Linked DNA regions of Mus musculus: regions 1, 2, 3, 4 and 5 are each linked to region 6. The links are chromatin contacts, called in public HiChIP or PLAC-seq and Micro-C maps. All regions are on one chromosome and are shown on one strand. Each heading gives the region's core, a stretch centred on a gene start, on an enhancer-like site or on the middle of the called end of the contact. The rest is flanking DNA. Distances are from core to core; before and after follow the strand shown. Region 1 holds the start of 8030443G20Rik (RIKEN cDNA 8030443G20 gene). Region 2 holds the start of Ttc39a (tetratricopeptide repeat domain 39A). Region 3 overlaps Nrd1 (nardilysin, N-arginine dibasic convertase, NRD convertase 1). Region 4 overlaps Eps15 (epidermal growth factor receptor pathway substrate 15). Region 5 overlaps Ttc39a (tetratricopeptide repeat domain 39A). Region 6 holds the start of Osbpl9 (oxysterol binding protein-like 9).

Evidence for each region. HiChIP or PLAC-seq counts read pairs in DNA pulled down with a chosen protein or histone mark. A called contact is a pair of places that touch in the nucleus more often than the background predicts.
Region 1: a contact with region 6 is called in a CTCF HiChIP or PLAC-seq map of the NIH/3T3 cell line, with 7 read pairs. The contact joins the promoter of 8030443G20Rik here to the promoter of Osbpl9 in region 6. A contact is called at or near these places in 4 of 39 promoter capture datasets (the C10 cell line, cranial neural crest, embryonic stem cells and 1 more) and 1 of 15 datasets of contacts at CTCF or cohesin (the NIH/3T3 cell line).
Region 2: an H3K27ac HiChIP or PLAC-seq map of embryonic stem cells shows a contact between it and region 6, with 2.3 times the contacts expected there. The contact joins the promoter of Ttc39a here to the promoter of Osbpl9 in region 6. A contact is called at or near these places in 24 of 39 promoter capture datasets (the 3T3-L1 cell line, 3T3-L1-derived adipocytes, the C10 cell line and 16 more), 3 of 484 Hi-C or Micro-C datasets (embryonic fibroblasts, epidermal suprabasal cells and nephron progenitors), 6 of 115 datasets of contacts at active chromatin or transcription factors (bone marrow-derived macrophages, embryonic stem cells, extraembryonic endoderm stem cells and 2 more) and 4 of 9 other capture datasets (adipose tissue, liver, macrophages and 1 more).
Region 3: a contact with region 6 is called in a CTCF HiChIP or PLAC-seq map of the NIH/3T3 cell line, with 10 read pairs. The contact joins the enhancer-like site here to the promoter of Osbpl9 in region 6. A contact is called at or near these places in 3 of 39 promoter capture datasets (liver and neutrophils), 1 of 15 datasets of contacts at CTCF or cohesin (the NIH/3T3 cell line) and 3 of 9 other capture datasets (adipose tissue, liver and pancreatic islet).
Region 4: an H3K4me3 HiChIP or PLAC-seq map of bone marrow-derived macrophages shows a contact between it and region 6, with 2.6 times the contacts expected there. The contact joins the enhancer-like site here to the promoter of Osbpl9 in region 6. A contact is called at or near these places in 5 of 39 promoter capture datasets (3T3-L1-derived adipocytes, the C10 cell line, hippocampal neurons and 1 more), 5 of 484 Hi-C or Micro-C datasets (cerebellum, cerebral cortex, cortical neurons and 1 more), 2 of 115 datasets of contacts at active chromatin or transcription factors (bone marrow-derived macrophages and forebrain) and 4 of 9 other capture datasets (adipose tissue, liver, macrophages and 1 more).
Region 5: a Micro-C map of the HL-1 cell line shows a contact between it and region 6, with 3 times the contacts expected there. The contact joins the enhancer-like site here to the promoter of Osbpl9 in region 6. A contact is called at or near these places in 5 of 39 promoter capture datasets (the 3T3-L1 cell line, the C10 cell line, liver and 1 more), 6 of 484 Hi-C or Micro-C datasets (the G1E-ER4 cell line, the HL-1 cell line, the HPC-7 cell line and 3 more) and 1 of 9 other capture datasets (liver).

What each region holds. Positions count from the first base shown.
Region 1 is chr4:108,969,173-108,973,832 of GRCm38.p6, forward strand. 8030443G20Rik (RIKEN cDNA 8030443G20 gene) reads right to left here and starts at 2,905. Exons shown (of 6, transcript NR_040664.1): 1 at 2,807-2,905.
Region 2 is chr4:109,405,575-109,410,623 of GRCm38.p6, forward strand. It overlaps Ttc39a (tetratricopeptide repeat domain 39A), which reads left to right and starts at 1,526. Exons shown (of 18, transcript NM_153392.2): 1 at 1,526-1,635. The coding sequence starts at 1,598. Ttc39aos1 (Ttc39a opposite strand RNA 1) reads right to left here and starts at 683. Exons shown (of 4, transcript NR_131195.1): 1 at 152-683.
Region 3 is chr4:109,028,948-109,034,143 of GRCm38.p6, forward strand. It overlaps Nrd1 (nardilysin, N-arginine dibasic convertase, NRD convertase 1), which reads left to right. Exons shown (of 31, transcript NM_146150.3): 8 at 3,503-3,560; 9 at 4,343-4,416. Among named protein-coding and RNA genes, the nearest start is that of Mir761, 14 kb to the left of the region's middle. Within about 2 kb of position 1,499, at least 26 of the 459 cell types and tissues checked have an H3K27ac peak or open chromatin away from gene starts, as enhancers often do. A contact at or near this core is called in the NIH/3T3 cell line, where this site is marked.
Region 4 is chr4:109,331,908-109,336,813 of GRCm38.p6, forward strand. The region is part of intron 12 of Eps15 (epidermal growth factor receptor pathway substrate 15); the gene reads left to right. Among named protein-coding and RNA genes, the nearest start is that of Gm52702, 9.0 kb to the right of the region's middle. Within about 2 kb of position 1,409, at least 1 of the 459 cell types and tissues checked has an H3K27ac peak or open chromatin away from gene starts, as enhancers often do. A contact at or near this core is called in bone marrow-derived macrophages, where this site is marked.
Region 5 is chr4:109,431,490-109,436,414 of GRCm38.p6, forward strand. Ttc39a (tetratricopeptide repeat domain 39A) reads left to right here. Exons shown (of 18, transcript NM_153392.2): 11 at 50-109; 12 at 1,500-1,661. Among named protein-coding and RNA genes, the nearest start is that of Ttc39a, 27 kb to the left of the region's middle. Within about 2 kb of position 1,797, at least 73 of the 459 cell types and tissues checked have an H3K27ac peak or open chromatin away from gene starts, as enhancers often do. A contact at or near this core is called in the HL-1 cell line and liver, where this site is marked.
Region 6 is chr4:109,200,991-109,205,801 of GRCm38.p6, forward strand. Osbpl9 (oxysterol binding protein-like 9) reads right to left here and starts at 1,282. Exons shown (of 24, transcript NM_001368727.1): 1 at 1,115-1,282. The coding sequence starts at 1,225. Gm46867 (a long non-coding RNA gene) reads left to right here and starts at 1,203. Exons shown (of 3, transcript XR_001784406.1): 1 at 1,203-1,259.

The DNA.
Region 1 (4,660 bases), core at 1,655-4,154, 230 kb before region 6:
GCAGTTATAACAATTGCATACATAACTTGTACTCCTGTACCAAGGAATCTACATTAGGAAGTCCACAGCAACATTGGTTCCAAATATTAGAAAGCTAGAAGGGGCCCAAAGGTCCTTCAGCTACAGAATGGCTAAGCAGTTCACATAGGGGACTATTATACAGAACTGAGTATGAACTATGTAGCTATATGTTTGAACTCCTGTAGTGAACGGGTCCCAGAGACAGGTCACAGAAATGAAGATGTATTCATTCATTCACTAGTTGTCCTGCACTTGTCTCTCCGGATTCACTCGCCATACTTCTTTGGTTCCAGGAAGGCAGAGATTTCCATCAGTAGCCTCCTTTGGTTTCTGACTCTGGTTTGGTTAGGTTTATCTCCTGGGAAGGAGCCCGGAAGGCTGAAGTTCCAAAGGGTGGCAGGGTTGGCTGTTATTCTCTGGTCCTTTACTGCGCCTTCCTGTAGTGTAGCTCTTCCCTGTCCTTGTGAGTCTCAGCTCCTATCAGCTGTCCCTCCTGCCACAACCCACTGTGTCTCTGATTTCCAGTACACTTCCTTCCCTCCCCTCTGCCTCCCTGTTCTCTATTCTCTCCCCTTAAACCTAGAGATAAGAACACTGTTATCAGCTCCAGAAAAGCAATTTATTCTTAGGATCTTATCATATCCTGCTGGCACTCTCGTAAATAGTTTCTTTAACTCTGCTAAAATTATCCTAATTTGAGTGTATCATCTGTCTCCTGCCAGGATCCTGACTAATACAATATTGTCTAGGGGTACATAGATCATATAAAGAAAAGCAGGGGAATTATTACTATAAAATTATTATGACTCTGTGGGGAGGGAAATATACAGAAAAATGAGTCCCATGGGAGACTCCATTTGTATGACAATATCCTATTTTTCACCAATGCTATTTATGGAAACACTTATTTTTTGATCACTCTTTATGAGTTTTTTCCCCCTGAGACAGGGTCTCATGTAGCCTAGGCTAGCCTAGAACTCCCTATGTAGCCGAGGCTTGCCTTGAGCTCCTTATCTTCTGTCTTTATATCCCTAGTGCTAGATTTACAAGTATCTGCTGATTATTATTTTTTTAACATGACCTCATATTTTGTAGACTTTTTAATATATTTTACAATAAACATTTTAAATAAGAGACTGGGAATGTAGCTCAGTTGGTAGAGTGTGTACCTAGTGATAGGTTATTTCTTCACCAACTGTGAAATGAGCCAAGTCAAGCCAGATTAGGTTATATTAAAAGCAGGTTTATTGGGAAGCTGCTCTTCAGCAAGCCAGTTCACTGGCCCCAAGGACCGAGGGCAGGAAGTCACCAGGGGGGAAGGGGTATGGGGAAGGGGAGGGAGAAAGAGAGAAAAGGGCATATGTTCTGAGAGAGAAGAGAAATAGAAAAGAGGAGAGGAAGGGAGGGAGGGAGGAAGGGGGATAGTGAGAAAGAGAAAGGAGAGAGAGCAGAACGAAAATGTCTGGATTATATAGAGAAGAGTCTCTGGGGCAAGGGCAGCCCAGCCTCTGGGCTGGAAAGTTCAGGGTTTGGGGCAGGATATGCCAGGTTGAGGGATGTTGGGAGAACCTGGAGGCCAGGTCTGCTTTGATATGTAAGATGCACACCCCGGTTCCTTTTCACAGGGTCCAAAACCAAACACCTAAAATGTCTGACACCCTGGGTTTGGACTTCAGCACTCTATAAGCTAGGCCAGCCTCAGCTATTTAGGGAGTTTGAGGCAGGCCTGGGATACACGGGACCCTGTTCCAAAAAAGAAAAAAAGTTCAACCTCATTCCAGAATGGGTGGCTAGCGTTCAGTAATCTATTGAATATGTGGTTATGATGGGCTCAGTTTCTAGTGCCAAAATTGTTTCTGCCTGTTCTCATAAGAACATGGTCGTGAAGGATTGGAGCCTCATCCTTGTGACCTTGTTTGCCTTGATTGCGTTCTCAAAGATCCTACCTCCCACGATAGTCATCTGGGGTTAGGATATGAACACATGAATTTGTTGGGTGGCACAGCTCAGTCCATCACAGGGTCACACATTCCTTGGTTCTTATTGCCTCAGACTTAATGAGTCATCACAATGGAACCGGTAAACAAGCCCCAGGTCTTGGTCAGCAAGAAAATAAAGACTGTGTCAGCTGGCTGAGAGTCAATAATACACAAGCTGAGTAGTCTAGTGAAAAACTCTTTGACAGGCTTCTCAGAGTACTAAAATATGTGGTCCCTTTCAAGGAACCACACGAAACAATTAAAACTGTTCATCAAACATTGTTTTGACTATTCCATGTTTTACCCATTTGTTAACAGAAATTCAAGGGCAACTGTCACTGTGAGTGCTTCTACTAACTTGACACTAATCAGAGTCACCTGGGAAAATGGAACCCCAACTGAAATATTATACCCATCAGATTAGCCTGTCAGCCAGTCTATCGGGTATTTTCTTGATGAATTATTGGTTTGGGAGGGTCTAGCCCTCTGTGAGTGGGCAGATGATCCTGTGTTGTATAAAAATATACTGCAGACTGAGCAAGGCAGGGAAGCAAGCAGGGACTGCAGGGAGCGGTCTTCCTCCATGGTCTCTGCTTCCGTTCACGTTATCAGGTTCCTGCTTTGGCTTTCCTTGATGCCCTGTAAACATATATTTAGTTTAACTGTTTCCTTGTGTGCATTTCCTTGTAAACAGTCAAGCTAAATAAACCCACTTCTCCCCTTTCCTCACAACAGAAACCAAAGGAAAACACAGCGATAGCAAAATATTATGGTTCAAAGGAATGTTAAAGTTAATACAAGTGTACCTGGGAACAGTCGGGGCGAGAAATAAAGGGCTTGCAGCGGGCATGAGACAGCCAAGCTGACCAGATAAGAGGATTGTTCCACCTGTCTTGGAAGGCTCTAACTGGCTCCCAAGACAGCGTCCCCCACCCTGCAGCCCAAGTGCATATTTAAGGCATCACAGTCCTTGCGTGTATGATTGTATCTATTATAGCTAATCACAGCTAAATTGCAAGGACAGCTTCCAAGAAAGCTTCCACCCATGCCAGGAAGGACACTGTTCCTGTCTAAATAGGTGGGGGTAAAGGAAGATAGGAGGTAACCAAGGCAAACTGTAATTACATCCTGCTGACACATCTGCTAACAGAAATGTCCCTTTGTTGTTACATATCCTTGAAGATCGTTAGGTTCTTCTCACAGAAGCCAAGACACCACGAGTACTCTATCGGTGGGTCTGAATCCTCAAAAGACCTAAGTTCATTATTCTATCACTTTCGTTATGGTTTTGACAGCCACACCCCCTTGGTAGGAATCATGGTGGAAAATACCTAAAAGGAAAAACTGGTCCACCACAATTTGGGACAGAATAAGCATCACCTACCTACCACATGAATATGCTACCCACCTCATAAATATTTATATAATCACTTTAAAATCCACAATGCAGTAGCCACCCTGATGCTTCTCTCTGTGGGGCAGCCCACTTCAGGCCTCTTCGTGCTTGGTTTGCCTAGCATTACAGACTAAGCTTATGCTTCTCTCCTAAACAGATATCTGCTACTGTGCTGAATAAGTCTCTGTTCAAACTGTGTTTCTTGACTGAATGAAGCCCTTCAAGAAGAGAAGAATTGCCAGGCAGTGGTGGCGCACGCCTTTAATCCTAGCACTCGGGAGGCAGAGGCAGGTCGATTTCTAAGTTCGAGGCCAGCCTGGTCTACAAAGTGAGTTCCAGGACAGCCAGGGCTATACAGAGAAACCCTGTCTCAAAAAAAACAAAAACAAAACAAAACAAAAAAGAGAGAGAGAGATTGAGAGAGAGAAGAATTGGAAACACACCTCCCTCCCTCAACACCCCAAATAAGACCCCTGTCACTGCTATACATTTATAGTGCCCAAACCACATAAAGTCTCAGTGTCACAAACACCAGACGCTCACAACCGTAGCATCAGGAATCAGAATCAGGACATTAGTGACCTCAGCCCTCGGGGTTACTAAGATGACATCAGCTTGTTAAAGACCCTGTTTTTCATGAACATCATTCCTTTTGGGAAGCAGTGCTGAGAGAACTGCTTTCCTCAGAGCCCAAGGAAGAGATATCACTTCAAAAGCTAAGAGAATTTCTAAAGAGATGCTTGTGAACATAGACTTGAGCTTAAGCGTTGGTGGATGGGAAGAAGTGAATAGGGAGAATAAGAAGCATTTCAGGCTGAGGTGACAAGCAGGCTGAGAGTGAGGATCGGAATGCTAATCTGGGGCATTGATCCCGGAGGGAACTTCTGAATGGTTTAGACAATGACCCAGATCAGATGATGAGCACAGGAAATTGGGCTGTTGGACCAGTTCTAGGGAAATAGGGAAAGGCCCCTTCCTTCCCAAAAGCAAAGACAGGATTGCAATGTCAAGTAATCATTGACATTCCTCAGAACATGGCCTTCCAAAGCTACATTTATGGTAAACTATCTTCCCAATAGTTTCTTATGCCTTCTAAAGCTGAAGACCTATTCCTTGGCTTGTGTTGGGTAAATGTGAGCACTAGACAACCTCTCACACACTTTAAAAAAAAGATCTAATGAGTGCGAGGTACTGTCCACATTCTCAGCACTATGGAGATATAACACTTGCCAAGCGCTCACTGTGAGCTAGGCAGTGTTATCAT
Region 2 (5,049 bases), core at 276-2,775, 200 kb after region 6:
GTGCCCTTACCCACTCCTGTGCCTTTGTCTATATTGGTCCCTCATGGAGCACACCTGCTCCCAGCTTCATTAACGCACTTCTCAAGGCTCAGCTCCCATCTGCTCCGGACAGACCCTTCCCCCCCCCTTCCCCCTTCCCCAACATACTCACCCTCGTCTGGGTTCCTTAAATAATGGTTGCTGGTACATGCTGTTGTGGTCAGGTTCCCATCATCGTCTTTTCAAGCCCATATGTGAGGCTACCAAAGTTGGGATAGTTTCCACATAGCAGTGCCTGGCCTCTGCTCACACAGAGCAGCATAAGGACATCCTGGGAAATAGCTCAGCAGTCAAGAGCATTGGCTGCTCTTCCAGAGGACAGAGGTTCAATTCCCAGCACCTACATGGCGCCTCACAATGTCTGTAACTCCAGCTCCAGGGGATGTGTCACTTTCACTCTGGCATAGCTGCAGGCAAAACTCTAATACACATAAAAATATTTTTAAAAAGAACAACAAACAACTCACAGTCTTTCCAGGCAGTTATCTTGATGAGAGCAGCAATCCCCCAGACATTTCTCCCTATTCCTAAACTCAAGTTGCCTGGCTCCTCTGGGATCTGATCCAAGTCCTTCCCACCATGGCTGCATTTGCAGGCTGCTCTTTTTTGCTTCCTCTTCTGACATCCTGGAGCTCAGGGCCAATCCCTCCTCCTGTCCCTTGCCTTTCTAAAGGGACAGCTCTAATCTAATGGCAGCCACGTGTTATGATGAGTCACCAGAGCATCTGGGGCCCAGAGGTAGTGGCCGGTTAACTCTTAATGGGCCAGGGCTCTCTGCTAGAAGATCATGTGGGCTTCTTCGGAACCTGTCTCAGGTCTAAGTGCAAAGTGGGCATCTGGGGGATGGACCACTCACTCTGGAAGTGAGAGAGGAGGGGGCCAAAGGGAGAAGGGGCTGAGTGTGAGCTTTGGAGTTAGGAGGGCTAAGTTGCAGTTCCTGCTGGCCACTTACTGTAGAGTGGCTCTACACAGGTCACATGAACTCAACCGCTCGAGTTTTCGCATCTGAAAAAAAAAAAAATGGCAATTTTAGGGATTGTTTGAGAAGGAGAGTGTGAGCTGCCTGCTAGCGGTGCGTGCTAACCCGCCCGCTTTCCCGCCTTCTGGTCTCTTGCAAAACACTGGCCCCGTTTGGGCAAGCGGTTAGAATGAATGTCCACGCCTGTCTGCAGAAGCTAGGCTTTCTCCGCTAACATGGCCCGGCAGTGAGGCTGGACCGCGAGATCTCAGGTGTGGGGCCGGGAGCTGAGGCCTAGGGAAGGTGGAGAATTTCCCAGCCCGAGTGGGTGGAGGTGTTGGCAGCTCCGGTCCATGTCTGCGCCGATGCTCCAAGGCCAGGCTGTGCCGACCTTGAGCGCCCGGGTCCCACCTGGCCAGCGCCAGGGGCGGGCGCTGCGCTGCGCGGGCGCGGCCATGGTCCCACTGCGCGGGTGGGCAGCCCGAGACCGGCCCGGCCCCGTCGCCTTCCCCGCCCCCCGGCGCGCCCCTCCCCGGCCGCCGCGTCGCTGGGATCCGGCCGCAGCACCTGGGCTGCGCCTGGCGTCCGGCGCGCGCAGCGATGACCACGGCCAGCGGCCCGGGCGACCTGCCGGCGGGGTGAGTGGCGGAGGCCGCCTCGGGGCGCGGGCCGTGCAGGGCGAACGCTGCGGGGGCCTCCTAGGAGGAGCCCCGGGACCGCACTGCGGCTCCAGCCGCTGCGCAGCCTGCAGCCCGCGCCCCGCTGCCTCCTGGGGACCCTGGCTCAGTCACAGGCCTTCTGGGTCCCAACTTTCTCTCCCTCCTCATGGAGTCTATACCCATGGGGTGGGCCTTGTTACGATCACCCTTCTTTACAGATGAGAAAACTGAGGCATAGCTCTTAAGTGACTTTGATTATCCAGGAGGTAAGAGTGGAAAGTGAGATTTGAACACAGCTCTGTCTGGTGACATCCCCTTTAGGGATATTTGGGGTATTTGAAGGGCTCTAAGTGTGCTCGGGCCCAGGGTATTGGGTGTACCAGGAACCTAGGTTGTCAAGGTGGGTGCTGTCACTATCAACATGGCTGTCTTGGCCAGCCCCACCCCCACCCCTCCAAAGTCACAGTCAGACCCCCTAGGTTGATCCCGGGCACTGCCAGTTGCTGTCTGGAGATAGTCAGCAGCTCTGCTGTGTTTGGGTTTCAGTGCTTAGGGGGCAGTTGCTGGGATCCTAGGCTGCTGGGAGGTTGCTGGGCAGAGAGAGATCCTGCTCAGGTGAGCTGGGAGGGGTGCCTGCCCTACCTGGAGACTCAGACTAGTGACAATATTTGCCAAGGGCCTGAGGCCTGACAGATGAACAGGGAGGAGAGAAACCACCAGCCAGCTGGAAGCCTCTAGTGTGGGTCTGAGAGAATGGTAGCTCGGTGCTGAGGAACATCGTGGCTGGAGGAAGTCACCTGTTAAGTTTTCCCCTAATCATTTTCTGTTGTATAATTTTGGTCAAGGCATTTGACCAAACCTCCCTGACTTCTGGTTCCTGCTTTGGAAAACACAGAGAGGCTGGGTTAGCTACGCTCTTCCTGCTGAGGGTTGAAAGCTCCGGAGCTTGGCTGACTACCTTTCTGCGCAGCCCTGTCCGAACACCACCCTTCAGTATTAGAAGCGTGGTTTTCAGGAGAAAAGGCAGACATGGAACAAGGCTTCCATCCACAAACCCAGACTTGCTGGCTGAAAGCCAGACTCGTCCCTCTTGCCTATATACCACAGCTGTGCCTGAGTCCCTGGAAGAACCCTGGGTACCTCTAACTCTGCTCCCAGCCTCCAGGCCAGTAAGCACAAAGTTCTAACAAAAAACAGAACATCTGTGTTCCTGTATGCCTGTGAGGGCCCAATCTTTGTGCTCACACAGGCCCATTTGTCCAGTCCCCTGCTTCTGGTCAGTGCCATCCTTGTGGGATTTGAGAAGAAAACCAAAGTAGAAGCAAATCCCGCTTCCATCTGTAGACACTTAGTCTCAACAAACACTCAGATCTTGTCTGGGTATAACTGTAATAAAGTTTTATCTACCATATAACAATACTTTCTTGGCAGTGGGGACAGGGTGGGTTAAGACAGGGTCTCCTGTAGCCCAGGCTGCTGGTGTACTCTTTGTGTACCCAAGGATGACCTTTGAACTCCTCATGGTCCCATCCCTACCTCCCACCAGCTGGGACTACAGGCATGTGCTACCATGCCCAGTTAACAAATGTGAAATGTGAAATGTGCAGGGCAGTGGTGGCACACACCTTTAGTCCCAGCACTTGGGAGGCAGAGGCAGGTGGATTTCTTTCTGAGTGCAAGACCAGCCTGGTCTACAGAGTGAGTTCCAGGACAGCCAGGGCTACACAGAGAAACTCTGTTTCAAAACAAAACAAAACAAAACAATGTGTGTGTGTGTGTGTGTGTGAGTGTGTGTGAGTATGTGTGTGTGAAATGTTTTTAAGGCTTCAGAAGAATGGTAAATAATTCTAAGGCATTTTGATTTTTAAGTTATGTAGGCAGAAGAGGGCATCAGATCCCCTGCAGTTGGAACTATGGGCAGTTGTGAGCCATCGGTGAGGGTCCTGGGAACCAGACTCTGGCCCTCCATGAGAGCAGCACTTAACCACTAAGCCGTCCTCTAGCCTCTGTGGTAAAGCCCTGGGTTCTTGTCACCCTGTGTTGCCAGATACTGTGTTCCACGTTCTCTATCCTCCTTTTAAGAGAGAAGTCCTGTTAGTGAAACCCTCTGGAACACCCCCACCCACCACCTTCCTCTCCAGAGATAATTGCCAGCCTGAGTCTTAAGTTTATTGTTTTCCATTTTTATTCTCCTGCTGAGTATGGGAAAATCTAAAAGCAATCCAGCGTGGGGTGGGGGGGGTTAGTCTGCTCTTACTTCCAAGTGTTCTGTAACAGAGCCTGCAGCAAACACCCGATCTGTGGCTTACTTTTCTAAAAGTTTGGTTTCTGAGGTTTTTGCCTCCTTGGGCCCACACGCTGGTCCCCCTCACCCTGGCACCTACTTCACCACCCTGTGTAAAGACTCCATTAATTTACTCATCCTTCTTGTTAGACACTGGGGTGGTTTCCTGCCTCCTTCTATTCACACAGAGTATTCATTCCTGTATGGCTGTCTTTTGTACACAGGAGTGTGCCTCTGTGGTCCCCCCCTGGTAATTACAGTGTGCACTCAAGCCTTCCCCTCCCTCCCTTCCTTCTCCCCTTCCCCCACCCCCTCTTTCTTTTTGACAGGATCTCACCATGTCGACTTCGTCTGGCCTCAGATTCAGATCTTCCTGCCTCAGCCTTCCTAGGTGCTGGGACTGTAGAACTGGGCCTCCAAGCCTGGCTTGTTCCATTCCTACTTTTGTCCTGCTTGATGAGAGTGGTGGACTGTGCATAGCATGAGGCAAGAGCATCCAGTGATAGTTCCTGAGTACTCCCACCTCAGTCTTTCCTCACATTCCAGGTAGGAATGTGTAGGCACCATTAAGCCCATTGTACTGATGAGGAAATAGAGGCTTATCAAAATCAAAGAACTTTCTCCAGGCTGGGGTTGGAGCTCAGCTGGCATGGCTCTTGTCTAGCATGCACAGAGCCCTGGGTTTGATCCCTTGGCACCAAGTGAAGCTGGGCATGGTAGAACACAACCTGTAATCCCAGCTCGTGGGAAGGGGCAAGAGGATCGGAAACCCAAGCTCATCCATGCCTACATGGTGAGTCCCAGGCCAGCCTTAGATAGAAGAGCCCCCGTCCACTCTCAAAGGACAAAACCAAAAACACCTCTAGCAGGTGACCAAGTAACTGCTGAGCTGCAGCTCGGCTCAAGGCTGTCTGCTTTCAAAACTCTGAAATGCCATGTCCTGTTACGTGTCTTCATATAGTACTGATCATGTGCGGCTAAGGGCCACAGGAGTGGGGGGGGGGGCTTTGGGCAAAACCTCTTGGACCTATTTGAAACCTAGAAAGGTCAATTTAGAAGCCACAACTCCCTATAGATACTGCATTCTTTGAGCGATAGTCCTCCATCCC
Region 3 (5,196 bases), core at 249-2,748, 170 kb before region 6:
AGAGTCCATTCAGATGCAGTTTATTTTTGAAATTTTGCAGCATTTTAGAAAACCTTACAGATGAAACACATAGCCTAGAAAGAAAAAAAATTTAAGAAAAAGCTAGATGACATGAATACATAAAATACATGTACATAATATTTTATTTTATTTATTACCATAAAATATACACAAATCTATAAAGTATACATTTAATCTAAACCTGGATAAACACATTGCATCATTTACAGCAGAGAGAAATGTAAACAGACGCAAATGTATTAAAGCATAACTACATGGAATGAATGGTAGTCAATTAGTACTGACATCGTTTCTTATCCTTCTCCACTGTTGTGACATCTGCATGAAGCTGCTGATCATGTCCACACGGAGAGTTAGTCTGCTCTAGTCAACTGTATTGTAGGCTTTTTTTTTTTCTTTTAAAAAGGTCTCAGTACTTGAACAGTCTTCACCGTATATAATGTGTATGAAATCTAAAGTACATGTCAATAGGTAGTTTATGTTACTGATATGGCTTTTGTGAAGATCTGGCTGTTAGTCAATTTTTGGGATAGTCAAAAATGAGATGGAAAACAATTGAGAAGGACATTTGACCTCTGGCTTCCATACATATGAACACATGCATGTACACATGCACAATCATAGAGCATGCACATATAGTCCCATAGAGATGAGGGTGTGTGTGTGTGAGGGTGTGTGTGTGAGGGTGTGTGTGTGTGTGAGGGTGTGTGTATGGGTGAGGGTGTATGTGTGTGAGGGTGTGTGTATGGGTGAGGGTGTGTGTGTGAGGGTGTGTGTGTGTGTGTGTGTGTGTGTGTGTGTGTGAGAGGGTGTGTGTGTGTGTGAGGGTGTGTGTGTGTGTGAGGGTGTGTGTGTGTGTGTGAGGGTGTGTGTATGTGAGGGTGTGTGTGTGTGTGTGTGTGAGGGTGTGTGTGTGTGAGGGTGTGTGTGTGTGAGGGTGTGTGTGTGAGGGTGTGTGTTTGTGTGTGAGGGTGTGTATTTACTGCCCCAGGGGTCAATATTCCCACATGTTGTTCAAAGATCAACTGTTCTACTTTCATAGGATGTTTGAGTCACTATGGCATATTGTTACTCTATTATCTGGCAAATTACAAACTGGAGCTAGAGAGATGACTCAGCAGAGTGCTTGCTCTGCTTGCAGTGAGCCAGACTTTGGTTCTTAGCATCCGTGATGGGTGCCTAACAACTGCCTATATTTACAACTCTAGGGGATCGCACATCTTCTTCTGGTCTCCACCAGCACCCCAACACTAATACACATACCACACAACACATACAACACACACACACACCACTATACATAAATACAAATATTTCTTAAAAATGGAAGGAAATGAATATGTTACAAAGTAATGGCAAAGTTCACAGAAACGTAGATCATCTCATACAAATCATCTCTCACAGAAATAGGTCATTTATGGACTAACTTCAAGTGCGTATGAGTATACTGGTGTACTACTCAGAGGTCATGTGTGGTTGAGACAGGGGCTCATGTAGCCTTGACCTTCTGGGATTTCAGGCATGTGCCACCACACCTAGCTCAGCTGTTGTGTTTTCTTTTCAGATGATTCATATTTGTGGTTTTATATTTATATTGCTCATAAACTTACAGGGCAAGCTGTTTGTTCATCCCTATATAAAGGTCCTATAAGATAATTAAGAGCAATCCTGTAGCAATGATAGAAGCATTCTAAATGTCAAGACTGAAGAGCATCTCTGCTCCTTCCATGTCCTGATTATCTTAGTGACTCACTGAGGAGACTCCAGTAACTTCTGTTGTCTTGGGGGTTTAACCTTTTGTAGATGTCCTAATAATCACGTGTTAAACAATTCCTTTTGACATTATAGTTTGCATGTTTCTTCTCTTCTCCTCTCACCAAATATCATTCTCCGTTCTATAAAATTTTGACCCAACCTCTTCAAAATTGAGATCAAACAAAGCTGATAACATATGAAACAGTTTTCATTTTTCAAAATTAATCCAAAAATGTGATTCTAAATTGCATTTATATTGTTGTAGCAGGCATTGCTTATTTTTAGTATAGAGGTTAATTTATAAATTGTTGCAAATTACTTCATGCATATGAAGTTTTATTCACTCTGGTGTTTGTCCCTTTGTGATCTTTTCCTGTTTGATACAGTGATTGATACTGGTGCAGATTTTTGTTTGTTTTTGAGACAGGGTCTCTTTGTATCCCTCAACTTGCTGTATAGACTTGGCCTGCCCTGAACTCAGAGAGATTCACCTACCTTAGTCTCCTAAGTCTTATTGTCAAATTCTAAAATAAACAATAGAATTGTGATGAGATCACATATAATCTAGAGTTTTTTGATTTTGAGAATTTCTCTTTTTATGCTACTTAAAAGTCAAATTTCTGGGTCTGAGGAGATGGATGGCTCAGTTCCTGAAGAGCTTGTTTCACAGGCATGAGGATCTGAGTTCAGACTCCAGCACCTATGGCACGTGCCACCCCAGCTCTGGGGAGGCAGAGAGGGCGGATCCCTCAGACTTGCTGGCTAGCCGGGCTAGCTGAGTTAGCAAGCTCCAGGTTCCAGAGGCCGTGTAGAGAATATTGAGGAGGAAGGACTAGTGAGATGGTTTGGCAGGTAAGACCAAGTATGAGTTCAGTCTACAGCATCTACATGGTGACTTCACACACAAACAAATGTAATTAAAAGTAGGTTTTTGCAGGTATTTAGGAGTAACTTTAAAAAAAAGGTATTTGGGATATAATATATGAGAGAAGAATTAAAAAGCGGAGAACGATTGAGGGAGACAGCAAATATCAACCTTTGGACCCTACTTGTACACACATCACATCACAACACATCACAACATCAAATACTTAAATAGAGCTGACAAATACTTTAGCAGATTAAGGTGCTTGCTTCTAAGTACGACTCCTTGATTTTAATCCTGGGGATAAACAAGGTATTCCTGCAAATTGTCCTCTGAACTCCTCACATGCACAGTGGTACACACACACACACACACACGCACACACGCACACACACACACACACACACGCACACACACACACACACGCACAAATCTAACAACAAGTGAACTATCTGTGTAAGTAAAGTTTGGCTTAAATTCAAAACTTGATTAGTCTTTTTTTTTTTTTTTTTAATTTTGCCTTTAGTTTCTTTTCTTCAAATTACTGGGAATTAAGCTCAAGAGTTCTCTCATGATAATCACATGGTTTGTCACTAGCAAAACCTTGTGTGCCTTTTCTAACCTTGTCAGTGGGCAGTTAGAGTCTAGCAAAACTGTGGGTGTGGTACGGTTTTTCTTCTCTGTTGATAGCCTTCCCGGATAGCTTTCCCGGTAGGTACTTCTGCTAGGTTAATAGCAGTCGATGTTAGCCTCATTCACAAGTGTATAAAAGACAACCTCCAGTGTGGCCACAGTTTTCTCCACTGACTAACGATTGTGTGTCCTGTTCTTCCACACCCCTTCCCCTCATCGTTCTTCAAGAAACCCTGGACACTTTGGAAAAGTGGGTGACGGAGATCTTCTCTCAGATACCAAACAAGTAAGACAGTTGCTTTCTGTAAGTTACATGTCTCCACAGTTAAAGGGCACACCTTTTTGTGTAAGTCCCAAAGGTATTTTTGTTCTTGTTTTTGTTTTTTTCAAAGGTTGTAATACTAAGACCTAAGGAAGTTTACTAACTTAGTCAAGATCATATTACTTTTGAGTAGAAAAGCTAAGATAGGAACATTTTTCCATAATTTCTATAGTTCAAAAATTGCATGCTTATAAATTTATATTAAGCAATACTTTTGAAGATTTTTGTTTGTTTTTACATTTATTGTTTGTTTTTCTGTTACTGTCCAGGGCATTTGGAACTGTTATATGAGAGGACCGTATTGGAGAGCATGTCACGTGCACCCACCTCTCTAAATGAATTCTGTTTAGAAAGGCATTTATTCTTCTCTTTTGTCAGTTGTTTGGAATGTGGACTGTTTTTCCCGTTGAAGAAGTAGTTTGTATATCTTATCACTCCACATATAGTTGTTACATTTAAAAAGTATTATTTCTAGGACAGCTTTACTACCTAAAAGTCCCTCTTACAGGAGGAGAGCCATGAGTAAATGGCACGGAGAGAGGCTGTAAATATTAGGGCAGGGTCCCTTGGATGCCGACAAAAAATGGACTGTAGTCAGGATCACTCTATGGTCATGCTGAGACTTCTCTTAGCCAGCACTGCGCAGGGTGGATTGTTTATGGATGTCAGTCAGTGAAGCACCCCTAATGATATTATTCATAAAGGCTGTTCCTAATTTAATCTTAATGTGTTTGTTTTATTTTCAGTGGGCTACCTAAACCAAACTTTAGCCATTTAACGGATCCTTTTGACACACCAGCATTTAACAAACTTTATAGAGGTTTGTGAATTGAAGGCTTAAAATTGCTTGAAATAACTTTAGTACCTTTCCTAAAACTTAAGACTGCCAGTTTTCTTGGAAATGCAAACAAAACAGAACTTATGACTATGAGGTCTAGTTAGGGATAGACAGAGCCACTGGCGAGCTGTGGTGTTTGTGGCTGCTGGTCTATGTCCCTCTCTGTCTTTCCCATGTTCCTTTTCTTCTTGTCACCTCCCCTCCACCTTTTCATTCTTCCATTAAGAAAGCAAAGGTAGAAAAGGAAAAGACCTTAAAATTATTTTTTTAAAACTTAGTTATACATAATAGTATTTGTTAAATTAAGAGGACCTCAGGTGTCAGGGAACTGGAACGGGCCCCTTTAAGTTTTACTACTCCTAGAAAGAGAAACAGATTGGGCAAATTTCTTCTGCTACTGTATAGGCAAACTAATGTAAAATATTGAAGATTATGAAAATAGGTACTTAATAAATATATATACTGATCTTTTTTTTTTTAATTTGGCATCTGTAGTAACTGTACAATGAATTGTTACATGATCTCATTATAATTTACTTCCATAACATCCTCTTGTCTCTGTGTTACATAACATGTTACTTGTCTCTGTGTTACAGAGACATTCTTAAGTCTCCTGCTTTTTGGTTCTTTTAATCACAGTAGTTGTTTTTTCTTCCCTCCCTCCTTCCCTCCCTCCCTCCCTCCTTCCCTCCCTCCCTCCCTCCCTCCCTCCCTCCCTCCCTCCCTCCCTCCCTCCCTCCCTCTGTCCCTCCCTGTTGCCTT
Region 4 (4,906 bases), core at 159-2,658, 130 kb after region 6:
TATTGCTTACATCTTTAGGAGCCAGAGCGCAAGAGTGCAAGAGCAAAAGCAAGAAAGAGCAAGAGAGAGAATGGTGAAACCCCGTCCCTTTTAAGGAGAATTATCCTCCGCCTAGGACGTGTCACTCCCTGATTGGCTGCAGCCCATCGGCCGAGTTGTCGTCACGGGGAAGGCAGAGCACATGGAGTGGAGAACTACCCTTGGCACATGCGCAGATTATTTGTTTACCACTTAGAACACAGGATGTCAGCACCATCTTGTAAGGCGAATGTGAGGGCGGCTCCCCACAACTGTGAGGAAATGTGACAGAAGTAACTGAAGGGAGGAAGGATTTACATTGGTTCACAGTTTCAGAGAGTTCAGTCTATCATGACAAAGCAAGCTGGATGGTGGGAGTGGCTCCATCCATCAAAGCAGGAATACATTGTAGAGCTTGTCATACAGCAGCCAGACCAGAAAGCAGAGACTACACTGGCAGTGGGGCTGGGCTTTAATCTTCAAAAGCTCACTCCTAGTGACCCTACTTCTCCAGCCACACCAAACTTCCCACAGCCTCACAAATAGCAATACCATCTAAAGACCATACATTCAATCGTAACAGCCTATGAGGACGTTTACATTCAAACTGTACCAATTCCTTTCTTCTAACCACATGATGCAGGTGGGCTTATTACCCCGCACCTCAGCCTGCCACCTCTTTTATTACTTACTGCCTAGGATTTTACTGTTTTCATTTGCCTAGACATACCTTTAACACTGTGAGTATCTATCCATGCTTTATGACCCATGTTTAACAGCTCTTATTATTTTTGAAATCTTTAGATTGCTAATTGTTCTTTTTCTGTTTCTGTTCCTGTTTATTTTAATTATTTTATCTCACTGTGTAGCCCTAATTGGCCTAGAACTTGCTATGTAGACCAGCCTGGCTTTAAACTCACAGATATTACCTGCCTCTGCTCCTGAGTGTAGGGTTAAAGGTATGCACTACTGTGTTCAGCAAATTCTTAAAAGCTATTGATGGAGTCCATAAGAATCTTTACTTTGAAAGTAAAAGCCTCAGAGAAGTTCTGGGGGGTTGTTTTGCTTTAGATTTATTTTATTTTTAAATTATGTGTGTATATGGGGTGGGATATGTACTTGTGAATCAGTTGCCTGTGGTAGCCAAAAGTGTAGGATCCTGGTGAGGCTGGAGTTATAGGCAATTGTGGGTACTGTGAAGGGAACTCAGGTCCTTAGCAAGAGCAGCTTTTGCTCTTAACCATTGAACCATCTTTCCAACCCCCTAAGAAGTTCTTGAAGTCAGAAAGGTGCAAGAAACGGAGGCTATTTTGATCACTTGTATAGCGTGGTCATGATAATTTATGCTGAGGCAGGAGGTAATATTTTGACATCTGCTAGATTCTACTTCCTGCTTGTCTGTCCTTTTAGCAAAAACATAGGAAGTAAAAGTCATATCCTGCCAGTCCTATTATCCTACTTTTAGGCCAATAAACAAGATAGGTAATTATAATAGTTACTGGGAATTGTGCTGCATCCACTTTATGTAAATTTTTTGTTGAATTCTTGCAACATCCCTGAAGAGGAAGAGGATTTATCTTGATTTAACAATTTTTAAATTACTTATACAGTGGAGGCATGAGGTACAAGTGTGTGTACATGTGTACAAGTGTGCATTCTACAAAGTATAGGTGGAGGTCAGAAGGCATCTTGAAGGCTAGAACTCTGGTTGTGAGGCTTGGCGGTGAGTGCCTTGACCCATGGAACCACCTTTCCAGCTCCTGTCTCTTATTCCAGACAAGGCCATCTAGTACAGAATTTCAGTGGTAGAACTTTCAACCAGATTTCTAGATTATCAGCATAATTTTGTCAATTTCATTTTAGTTTTTTCACATTTATTTAGTGTGTGGGGTGGTGTGTATACATGGAGGTCATAGGACAACTTGTGGGAGGAGTCTTTCTCTTCTTTCACCATGTTTGTCCTGGAGATCAAACTCATCTTGCTACACTAGGCCGCAAGTGTCTTTACCCACTCAGCCATCTCACTATCCTGATTTGGTCAGATTTAACTGTCAGTATCTTAGTTTCTTTGTCTGTTAAATAGAAATGCAAACACTATTATACAGATGCTGAGACTATGGTAAGTTAGTATAGGTTATTAGTTATCGTCCTCAATACTCAGCTCATACCTTAGAGCGAAAGGCTTTCTGAATAGTTGCTCAATAAAAACTATTTAGAATAACTGAATGAATTATTTTTCCTAGATGAAGACAAACAGGACCATTGTAGCCAGATGGTCAGTACCATATCTGCACAGTCCCAGAGATTGACCTACCTGAGACCATGAGGAAATGAAGAACAGACACACATAGAGGGATCTCTAGAGACTAAAAAACTGGGATTGGGTGGCCTGGGCTCTTGGATGAGGAAGCCACAGTGCCCAGGAAGTTCAGTGTGTTTATCATGAACAGTTGAATAGAAGGTAACCTCATTACATTCAGCCACATAACGGGACAGGTTCATTATGTACAGCTGAACAAGGAGGCAGATCATCTTATACAGATGAACCAGAAGTCAGGTCTAGCTAATCTTGGTGGAGCAGTCTGAAGGTGGTAAATATTGGGGACTAGAGGAAGACTTTGCCATCTTTCTGAGCCTCACAAGGGTGGGGTAGGTTGGGAAGGATTTGCCAATTTCCCATGGAGGCTAATGGATTGGTTTAGGAATGGTCATGCTATGCCATTCTGTTCCTCAATGTGTAGGCTTCTACCTTGTTTGTATTCAAGAACCGATTTAAAACAATAACATCTTTTGATACCCCAGAAATGCGTCTTTTAGCCCCAATCTCTGCCACCTTCTCTTCCACCTCTCAGGAGCTGGCTGAGTCCTACCGTCCCATAGGAGCTTTGTTGTGTTCTTTTGCAGCACCTAGGTCAGGGCCTTCTGCAGACTGATGAGGGATAGTCTAAGCCTGAGCTTTCATAAGTGGTATATCATGCTTATGCCTGTAATTCCAGCACACTAAAGGCTGATTACAAGTTCAAGGCCAGTTTAGACTACATAGTGAGACCTTATCTCAAAGAAAGATTTTCTTAAGAGAGCCTTAGAATCTTAAAATTTTAAAATTATGTTTTCAATTTAGTTCTATTAAGTTACTACTAAAAACCATTAGATTTGAAGAGATCATTGCTTATAGTACTAAGTGTAGAGCTCTTTAACTTAAATGATCCAGTCTGATCTGTTTCTAGCACATCTATGCGCCAACACTAGGAGGTATCAATGACTGCCTCACCAATGAAAACACTGGAATAGGCGGGTCCAGGTTAAGATGTACTGTTGGTTTAAAATGTTTTGGTTTCAAAGTATCAGAAAGGAATATAAAACATCTCAGTAACATTTTTTAGATTTATTACATACTGTAATATTTTTGAATATAGTAAATAAAATATATTAAGATTTACTTGTTTTTAATATATAGATTTTAGATAAAAATCTTTAATTACATATATTTTGTGGTTATAGCTTACTAAGGGACAGGACAGTTGTATCTTACAATAAAGCAGTAAATTTTAAGATGTATTATAGTCTGAGTTTGAAAAACAAAACATCCTTCAAAAATTTTTAGGGTTCTAGGCTGGGCTTTGAGGCCTTTAATGCTAGCACTTGGGAATCTGAGGCAGGTAGAGGTTGAGGTCTGCTTGGTTTCAGGACAGCAAGGGCTATGTAGAGAGACCTTGTTTAAAAAAAAAACAAAACAAACTAATTTTAGGGACTGGGGATTCTCAATCTCCACCAACAGAAGGGCCAAAGTGTCATCAATTTGTATGTTTCCTTGCCACTTCTGGAAGCCCAGTAAATAACTCAGTATGATGGCATATACCTTTAATCCCAGCACTAGGAAAGTTAAACTCTCTGAGCTCAAAGCCAGCTTGGTCTATATATTGAGTTCCAGGACAGCCATGGCTACATAGTAAGACCCTGTTTTAAGAACGGGGAAAAAGCCAGTAGTGTGATCTTATATTAATTAATAAATAAAAGAATTATCCTAATAATAGCTCCTGAAGTTTATTTAGCGTGCCAGGTGTCATGCTGGATTTTTTTCTAGGTATAATGTAAATTAATCTTGGTTAACAACTTTACTATCCCTATAAAATAGTAAGGAACACCAAATTCGTGGTTTATGTTTCTTTCCATACTTTTTGTCTTTCTGGATAAAAATAACAAATGAGGTACTTTTTATTTGAAAAATAAACATTTTTTTTTTCTTAAAAAAATGGATCTAATTTTGAGTCCTGCCACTAAATGTGCTTTGGTTTTATAGAAGCCAGGCTCCCAAATTTGTTTTGTCAGGTTGCTGTTAGGTTCTGTTTTATTTATGCCCATAGATATATTCTCTTATTTTTCAAGGGGGGAAAAAGCTCATTAAAAGAGCCAGCCTCCATCTGGAGTGGTGATGCTGCAGTGGCTGAGAGCACTTGCTCTTCACAGATCCTGTTGAGGTCACAGCAGCTCCCATTGACTGTAGCCCCAGTTCTGGGATACTGGAAGCCCTCTGCTAGCCTCTGCATGCACCCACACACATGTGGTACACATGTGTAATCACCATGTAAAATAAAAATAAATTAATTAAGAAAAACAGAAAAACAGCCCGCCTCCCAAAACTAAAAGAGTTAGGGTGTGTGTGTGTGTGTGTCTGTGTGTGTCTGTGTGTGTGTCTGTGTGTGTATCATACATTCTTAAAATGTTTACACCATTTATTTTCCAACTGGTTATATATTTATATAACCAGTTGGAAATTATATAAATAGGGGCCCACCTTTAATTTTAGAGAAATTAAAAATCTAAGTAAAAATCAGTGTCTGTCCTAAACTTTCAAGTTTTAGTCGACTCAGAGTAAAGAGCTACCTTC
Region 5 (4,925 bases), core at 547-3,046, 230 kb after region 6:
CCACCAGTACCCAGTGGACCCACCCGGATCCTCACGAGTATCATTGCAGGGCGCCATCTTCCTGTTCTTTGCTGGGCGGATTGAAGCTATCAAAGGAAATATTGATGCTGTGAGTGATGTGGGGCTTTCTTGGGGTATCCCAGCCCAGCAAGACGTTAGATACATAGAGGCCATACTCGGGGATAGGGTGAGCCCAGGAAGGGGCAGGGGTAGGAGAAGCATTCTGTCAGAGGTGGTCTGGGAGGAGAGAGGTGCCTTTTGATAGGAAGATATAGGATTCTGACATTCCTGATCAGGAAAAGCTGCTGTCCCCCCGGGGCATGGGTGACTAGGCTGGATTCGGTGAATAGGGTAGGGGTGGGAGTGAGGAAGGAGGAGAAAGGGCCATGGAAAGGGATTGGGCAATGTTTTTCAACCTGTGGGTCATGACCCTTTTGGGGCCAAATGACCCTTTCACGGGAGTCACCTAAGACCATCAGAAGAAAACTTTAGATATTTACAGTTCACAACAGTAACAAAATTACAGTTATGAAGTAGCAATGAAAATAATTGTATGGTTGGGAATCACTACAACACGAGGAACTGTATTAAAAGGTCACAGCATTAGTAAGGGTGAGAACCACTGAGCTAGAGACAGGGAAGGTCACAGCCATGGCAAAGCTCAGAGAACTATGCCAATATAGAAGGCTACATTCCAGAGTCCTGGAAATCTCCAGCGAGCCCTCGCAGGATAAATCCCTGGCTGTGAGTAACCATGGAAACTACTGGACTCTTTGGTGTTCTTTCTGAGGTCCAGACATTATTGTATTAGTATATTAACACCTTCTGGGACTGGATGGATGGCCCAGTTGGTAAGCTGCTTGGCACAAAAGGATAAGACCTGAGTTTAGTCCCCAGCACCCATGTGAAAAAGCCAGACATGGTGGCATGAGGTTTGTTGACCAGCCAGCCTAGCCTAATCGGGGAACCCCAGGTCTCAGCGAGAAACCCTGTCTCAAGATAAAGATGGATAGCTCCTGAGGAAAGGTGCTTGGGGTTGGCTCCACCCACATCCATGCCCACGTGCACACAGGGATGGGAGAATTACAGCCTCAACAGCTTGTACCTTCTGTCCCCTCCCCCAGTGTGCTCTGCTCGGAGCTCTCACTCAGGGACCAGATCTCTAGAATCCATACGAGGGGGCAAGCATCATGGATCGTCAATGAGGCTTAGTGTCGCGCCAGTACAGGAAGCCAGATTCCCTGGCTTCCAGACGCCCGTGCCTTGGGGGAGGCCATCCCTGCTGTGGGCTGTGGGGCCAGGTGGGGCCTCCCTGAGCTGGCCTGTGCTTGTCCCAGGCTGTCCTATGGGGGCCCGCTGGGCCTCCCTAAGCTGGCCTCTGCTTGTCCCAGGCTGTCCTATGGGGGCCCACTGGGCCTCCCTAAGCTGGCCTGTGCTTGTCCCAGGCTGTCCTATGGGGGTCCGGTGGGCCTCCCTGAGCTGACCTCTGCTTGTCCCAGGCTGTCCGGCGGTTTGAGGAGTGCTGCGAGGCCCAGCAGCACTGGAAGCAGTTTCACCACATGTGCTACTGGGAGCTGATGTGGTGCTTTACCTACAAGGGCCAGTGGAAAATGGCCTACTTCTACGCCGACCTGCTGAGCAAGGAGAACTCCTGGTCCAAGGTAAGCTGACACTGTGGGTCAGGGGTCGCCCCGATAAGCCATGGAGCCTCGGAGCTAAGGGCCAAACCCCTGACTGAACACAGATTTGTCCCCTGGCATCTAAACAGAACCAAATGTTTGAACAGGACTCAGGGTTGGGAGGAGGGAAAAGCTGTGACCAGCAGAGAAACTGGACTTGGTGCTGGGGATTGATCCAGGGCCCTGTCTATCCACGCTAAGCATCCCCTGCTTCCCGAGTTACACCCCTCCAACTCCGAAGTGTCAGCGTATCTACCTATCACATGTCTAGCAAGTGCTGTCTAATCACACTGGCTACTGTGGCAGGGGTGTCTTTCTTCTGTGCTACCCCAGTGTGGCAGCCACCAGCCACATGGACACATCACCAACACATTGTTTACACTTTATGTGTTTTAAATCAAAGGGCTCCAAGTAGGCCTAAGAAGGTAAAACCTTTGAAGGGGAGCCAGGGAGGGTGAAAGCCCAGAGCAAGAAATGCACGGGCTCAGGGCTCGGGTACTCCCGAGAGGCTCTGTGTCCACTGGGTAAGGGCTGTGGTATGAAAGTGAGGCCGGATGCCAGAAGCCACTTGCTGGAAGCTGACAGGTACTGTGTGCCTGGCACAGCCTGGGTTTCCTACTGCAGTGAGGTAAACATTTGTGGAATGAGAGGGCAAACAGCTGACACCAGGGAGAAGGCCTTGGATCAGAAGTGACTGTGGTCTACCCGATGTCCCTGGATGACTTGACTGTAAATGAGTCACTGCATACTCCAGCCTGACTCCTGGTTGTCAGTGAGTGGAAGAGGTCTGTCAGGGTGGGGGCAGGGAGGCCGTAAGAGAAAGTCTTCACAGGCAAAAGCCCAGAGGGTCTATGGAGGGATGGGGAAGAGATGCCATCAGACGATCCTGTGTTTGGGGCAGGTCATGGAAAGCCTGACAGGTCCTTCGAGCTTTATTATAGCGGGGGCAGAAAGGACCTTGAATTCTTGTGCTTGCTGGGCACTCTCGGTGGCAGGCCTAGGCCAGGATACAGAGAGAACAAAGAGAAGACACTGAAGGCACAGAGCCATGAAGAACAGAAGATATACCATGTTTGATGACTTTCAGTGAAAAAACTCCCCAGTCAGGGACAACATGGGGTACAGTCAAGAGGTAGGCCATATATGTCTTGAAGGACTGCTGTGGGCTACAGGTGGAGCCCCACTCCCACCCCACCCCCATCTGGATCAAGGCAATGGCTGGGATTAAAAGCTTGTGCCACCATGTCCAGCTGTCATGTCCCACATTCTCCTGTGGCTTACTGATTTCCTTCTGTCCCTATCCCCTTGTCCCGTCATGTGACTCATGGACTATGTGTTCCCCTTGCCTATATGAGACCATGTATTAACTATCTCCCATAGTTAATATGAAAAATGAGCTACTATTCAATAACTCATTTTTTGTGTGTGCTAGAACATATATTTGGCACATGAATCTGTGAAGGAGGCCAGACACTGGCTTCCAGATGTCATTCTCTCTTGCTCTCTATCTTATTTTTTGAAGTGATATCTCTTCATGGAATATGAACCTTGTCATTTCAGCTATGTGGGCTTGCCAGTGAACCCTAGGGACTTCCTGTATTTGCCCTGCTTCAACTCTGCCCCACTTGCCAGTCCCAAACTGGGGTTACAGACACCTGCAAGGAAGCCTAGCTTTATGCATGTGCTGACGAACTCAGGTTCTCACACGTATGCAGTGAGCATTTTATACACTGAGCCATTACCCATTACCCAGACTTTTTTTTCCTGTCTGTTTTTTATGTCAACTTGATATAAACTGGCGTCATCTGGAAGGAGGTAACTTCAACAGAGAAAATGCCCCCCATAAGATCAGACTGTAGGCAAGCCTGGAGGATTTTTTTTTTTTTTTTTTAAGATTAGTGATTGATGTGGGAGGGTGATGTCACCCTGAGCTGGTGGTCCTGGGTTTCATAAGAAAGCAGGCTGAATAAGCCACGAGGAGTAAGGCAGTAAGCAGCCCCCCTCACGGCCTCTGCATCAGCTCCTGCCTCCAGGTTCCTGCCCTGCTTGAGTTCCTGCCCTTGCTGCTCTCTGTGATGAACTGTTCTATGGAACTGTGAGTCCAATCAACCCTTTCCTCCTCTGTGTGTCACGATGTTTCACCTCAGCCATAGAAACCCAAACTAAGACAAGTCTCTCATTCCAGCCTGGGCCTAGAACCCACGTAGCTTAGGCTGTCCGTAAACTTGAAGCCATTTTCCTGCCTTAGGCTAACAATTGTTAGGATTTCAGGTGAGAGACATCACCTCATGCTAAGATCTTTTAAAAATTAATTTTGGGGGGTAGCACACAAAATTATGGATTTTATTGTGACATTTTCATACATATATGAAGGTATATAGTGTACTCTGCCTATTTCCAGCCGCCTTCTCCCCAGTCTACCTTTCTCCAAAGTCTTCCTCTTTCATGTTTTATATATGTTTCTATATCCATCCATCCATCCATCCATCCATCCATCCATCCATCCATCCATCCATCCATCCATCCCTGTTGCCATGATCAACACCATGACGGAGCCAGCTAGTTTTATGTCAACTTGACACAGGCTAGAGTCATCTTTAGAGAAAAGGGAGCCTCAGTTGAAAAATGCCTCTAGATACAGCCACAGGCAAGACTATGGGGCATTTTCTTAATTACTGATGATGTGGGAGGGCCCAGACCATTGTGGGAAGTACACCCCTGGGATGGTGGTCCTAGGTTCTAGAAGAAAGCAGGCAGAGCAAGCTGTGGGAAGCCAGTAAGCGGTGGCCCTCCACGAGCTCTGCATCAGCTCCTGCCTCCAGGTTCCTGCCCTCACTGCTTTCAGTGATGAAACAGTTATTGGAACAGAGTACATAAGCCCTTTCCTCCCCAGGTTGCTTTTGGCCATGGTGTTTCATCACAGCAGTAGTGAACCTAACTACGATAAATTGGTACTAGGATAATGGGGTATTGTTACGTCAGACCTAACCATGATTTGGGAGAATATGGAAGAACTTTGAAATTTTGGGCTAGAAAAGCCAATGAGTGTCCAAAGCGTGGAAGATAAAAATGTTGAGAGCAATACAGACAATGAAGGCCTGGCTTGTGAACTTCTAGAAGGAAGTTTGAGAGTCACTTAAAGACTATCAGGGCTATCTGCTATTTTGAGTTGGGAATCTGTGATTAGGGTTGGCTGGGGCTGAAGAACCCGCTATGATTAACAAGAGACCAGAACCTCTGAAGTAA
Region 6 (4,811 bases), core at 32-2,531:
ATGGGAATAATGAATACCTACCTTGCAAATTTATTAAGAGTAAATGAATTAAGGTGCCCACTAGACTACACTAAAAGCTCGAGAAGAGAGGCAGCGTCTACACAGCTGTCGATTCTTGCTGGAATGAAGACCCGCAGGACAGGAACTCAATGATATTTTTAAATGAATGAATAACTATGTGTCCCTACTTCCCTCATCCACACTAACTCTTCTCCCATAATCGTATTTCTTCGTTTTTCTTCTATCATTTTCTAAAGCCTTCAAGACATTCTATATTTTGTCCTTCTGGGTGCTTTTCTTCTTCTCACGGGCTATTATTAACAATACAGCTCAAAGAAAGTGGCCCCGTTAGTAATTTCTCCAACACCGCCCACCTTCCATTTCTAATGCGAAGGAGGTGGAAGAGGCGGTCAGAACATAGGCTCCACAGCATTTCATCTACCTACCCTGGGCCACTAACTCGCGTCAACAACAGCGAAGTCGGTCCTCTCCAGAACACAACTTTCAGGGCAACTGCACCATCTCTTTCTACATCTCCGCAACCAGAAGACTCGCGCAGAGGGAATCCTCTGCTCTCAAAAGTTACGGAGTCCGTTACACTCGTGCCCCGCTGGAAAGAGGGGTGCATCCCCACAGTAGGACAGCCTTGCTGGACAGACTGATGGGATTTCAGAGCCCACGGTGTGGACGCGGGTCACCTTTGGACCTGGCCAGGTTCCTCTGACCACTGCTCCGAGAAGGCAGCGCTCTTCGAGCCCTGGAGGGAAGCTAAGGGGTGCGGCCAGTGCCCGGGCTGGGGACAGGAGAGACGCACAGTGTGGACAGCTAGGCTGACCTGCCACACCGGGACTACGCCCACCCGTACCTCGTCTCAGCGCAGACCCTACCTAGTCACAGAACCACTCCCTGAGACACCCGGCTCGCCCCCGGCCCATAAATCAGCCGGCCGGCGCTGCTCACTGGCTGGGTCCGCATCTCCCTTCTGGTCATTGGCTACCCGCACGCAAAGCCCTCCTCCACAAGGGAACCTCGCGTACGGCGGTCTCTCAGCGGAGCACCCCCGCCCCGGCTCCGCGTAGCTCGCCGTCCCAGCAGCGCGGCCTCAGCCACTCACCGTGTAGTAGGAGAGCAGCCCTGCATTGTAGTCCAGCACGAACCAACGATACTGCCATCCCTTCATCACGTTAGTCCATTTGCTCAGCGGCCCTTCCACGATGGACGCCATCTTGGGAGCCGCCAATGACAACAAACGGCCTGACGTCAGTCGCCTATATGGCATTCGGCATGCAGGGGGCGGGGTCTCCGAGAGCCTAGGCGGGACCAGGGCGTGAGTGGGCGGGGCCAGGTGCGGCTCCTCTGTGCAGCTGGTGGACCCACGCCCCTGGCAATCCTAGTCAAGCATGCTTTGTTTCTTTCTCTCTTCGCCTATTGTGTATAGGGCGGGCTGTTATGGAGGCAGAAAACTGAGAAAGCGAGCGTGAATATTTAGATTATTTATCCAAAACAGGCGTGAAGGTGGATACCTGTAATCCCAGCACTTGGGAGACCAGAGGATCGGTAGTTCAAAGCCAGACTCAGCTAAGTAAGACTGACAAAAAAAAGAAAAGAAAAAAAGGAGAGAAGGAGAAAAGGGGAGTGGGGGGACAGAGAGACGGAGGGGAGGGGGGTTTAGAGGTGGGTGTAAGGGAGGGAGGGAGAGACAGACAGACAGAGAGAATAAGAGAAAAACATCTTCAAGAGGATCTGGAGGGTAGGGGAGCACACAACTGCCTGTAACTCCAGGCCATCAGAACTGAGGGTACCAGCACTTAGGAGCAAATATTCCCACCCCACTCAGACATACTCACTAAAGTACATATAACTAAAACTAAATTTTTTTTTTGTAAGTTCAAGATAATCCTTGACTACATAATGAGTTTGAGAGTAGTGGGTGCTACATAAAACTTTTTTTTAAATTGTAACATAAGTTTTGTTGGGTTTTTTGTTTTTTTTTTTTTTTTTTTTTTTTTTTGGAGACAGAGTCTCTTTTGCAGCCTTGGCTGTTCTGGTATTTGCTATATATAGGTAGACCAGGCTGTCCTCTAACTCACAGAGATCTGTCTGCTTCTGGGCTTGGGTTAAAGGTGAGAGCCACCACACCTGGCCAAAGAATTCTATATTTAAGAACCTAGTGATTGGGAAAGCTGGAGAGATGGCTCATCATCGGGTAAGCACTGACTGCTCTTGCAGAGGTCCTGAGTTCAATTCCCAGCAACCACAGGGTGGCTCACAACCATTTGTAATGAGATCTGATTCCCTCTTCTGGTGTGTCTGAAGACCAACTGTGTACTCACATACATAAAATAAATAAATAAATCTAGAAAAAGAAGGGGAAGAAGAACCCAGTGATCCTCTTTTGGCCTCCCTGGCCCCAGACATGTATGTAGTACACAGATATGCATGCAGGCAAAAAGAACTCATATACTTCTTGTTTTGTTTTGTTGTTTTACTGTAGAGAAAAATCTAGGGCTTTGTGCATGCCAGGAGAACATTCTACCCCTGCTATATTAGTCAGGGATCTTTAGAGTAAAAATACTTACAGAATGAATATATTTGTGTATATATAGAGAGATCGATAGATATACACACACACACAGAGTGGGATTTATTACAGGATGTGATTAAGCAAAGACAACAATGGCTGCCTATGCATAGAAAATCCAAGAAACTAGTAATTGGATGTCTCAGCTAGCTAGTCTTCTGTGTATGCCAAAATCTGGAAAGAATAGGCCCTAATGCCAGTGAAGTAATGGACTTGCTAGCAAAAGTGAGAGACGTAGGCAGAAAAGGAGAAAGCGTCCTTCTTGATGCCCTATTTATAGGTTTCCAGGAGAAAGTGTGGCTCAGACTAGAGGTGGATCTTCCCACTTCATATCATCCAGTTAAGCAAAAATCTACCACAGGTGTGCCCAGCCATGTTTGGATTTTAGTTAATTCCCGATGTAGTCAAGTTGACAACCAAGAATAGCTATCAGACCTGCCTTTTCTTAAGAAAACATAGATCATTCTTGACACCTCACAAGAGACCACCCCCAATGTCCATTTATGTATTTGTTACACAAACCACACACTTAATAACCATAGTCTGGGAATATAGCCCAGTAGCAGAGTGCTTGCCCAACATATGTGAGTCCCTAAATTCAACTCCCAGAATCAGGGGACTGTACTTAAGCACACATGCTGTTTTGCTCTATGCACTCTTTTAAGGCTTTGAGAACATTTGCAGAAGGTAGAAAGGAAGGCAAGGATAAACAACAAAATCTTTGATGTGTGAGTTACAAATTGTTAAGTGCTATGGGAAAAAAAATAAAGGGAAGAGGGGTTGGGCCTGAATGAGAAGGGAACTTTCTCAAAGCTTTATACATGTATACACAATCAGCTATACCCTCATAGCTCCTACCTCTCCCCTTTCTTGCCTCTCCCCTCTCATTAGTCTCATTTGTCCCTCTACACAGTTTTACTTCTGTGTTCAAGTGCTGGGATCTTCTGTAATGGAAGCAAATACTAAGAAAGTAAACAGGAAAGTTGCCCAATACTGAGATTCCAGAGATGCCTCAGCTGATACAGTGCTTGCTGCATAAGCAAGAGGACATGAGTTCAGAGGCCTCACACCCACACAAAGGCCAGGTGCATGTCTGTAGTCCCAGTGCTGGGAAGATGAGACAGGAAGTTCCTTGGGGATTTCAGGTCAGCTAGTCCGGCAGAATTGGTGAGATATAAAATCAGTAGCAGACTGTGTCTTTAAAAAAAGAAATGTGGGGCCTGGGAGCTCAATGTGGCAGGGGTGAGTGGGGTGCGGTGGGGTGGATGGGGTGGGGTAGGGCAGGGTGGGAGGAAACATGCCTTTAATCCCAGCACTTGGAAAGCAGAGGCAGGTGGATGTCTGTGAGTTCAAGGCCAGCCTGGTCTACAGAGTAAGTTCCAGGGCTACACTTAAAAACCATGTCTTGAAAAAAAGAGGCTCAGTGGGTTAAGATACTTGCCACCAAGCATGATGACCTGAGTTTGACCCCTGGGACCCACATGCTAAATAAAAGACAGAACTAACTGCCTTTAATCCCAGCTCCAGGGTATCTGACGTTGTTTTCTGGCCCTCCTTAGACACTGCACTCACACAAACAAAACCCTGTGAGTTTGTGCTCAGACACACACATATACACATACTTAGAAATAATTTTTAAATGCCTTAGACATAATGTGGACAGTATCATCAACCGCTTAGTCTGTCTTAGCGTTCCTTGGGGTCAAGAGGCATCAGAAGGCTCTCCTTAGCGTCCGCCATGAAAAGACAAGTCAACAGCAAAAGGCAGAGGAAAGGCTTGACTCCTAAGACAATGTCCAGCTCATAGTGCCTTGTCTACAGTCTACACTCATCAGCTAAAGTTAAACATGGTGGAGACACACACTGGTCTTGTTCCTACATTCTTTTGTTTCGGGCCTTGCCTGGAAAGAAAGGGCTGCTGGAGTATAGAGGAAATAGAAAAGGACTCAGCCAAAAGAAGACATAATGCTGATCATTATGCCCTAGAAACTTGCTGAGGACAGGAATTGGGGCTAAGACATCCTACCACTTAGAGGATCAGTAACTGTCTGACGCTGGGATTGTACTCAGGGACTGTGTGTGCCAACCACACACTCTACCACTGATGTACACTATTAGCCAAACTGTCATTTTATTTGTTTTTTTCTGTTGTTGTTTTGTAAGATGGAGTTCTTGCTATATAGTTCAGGCCTTGAATTTATGAGCCTCCTGCCTCAGTCACTTAAGTAAT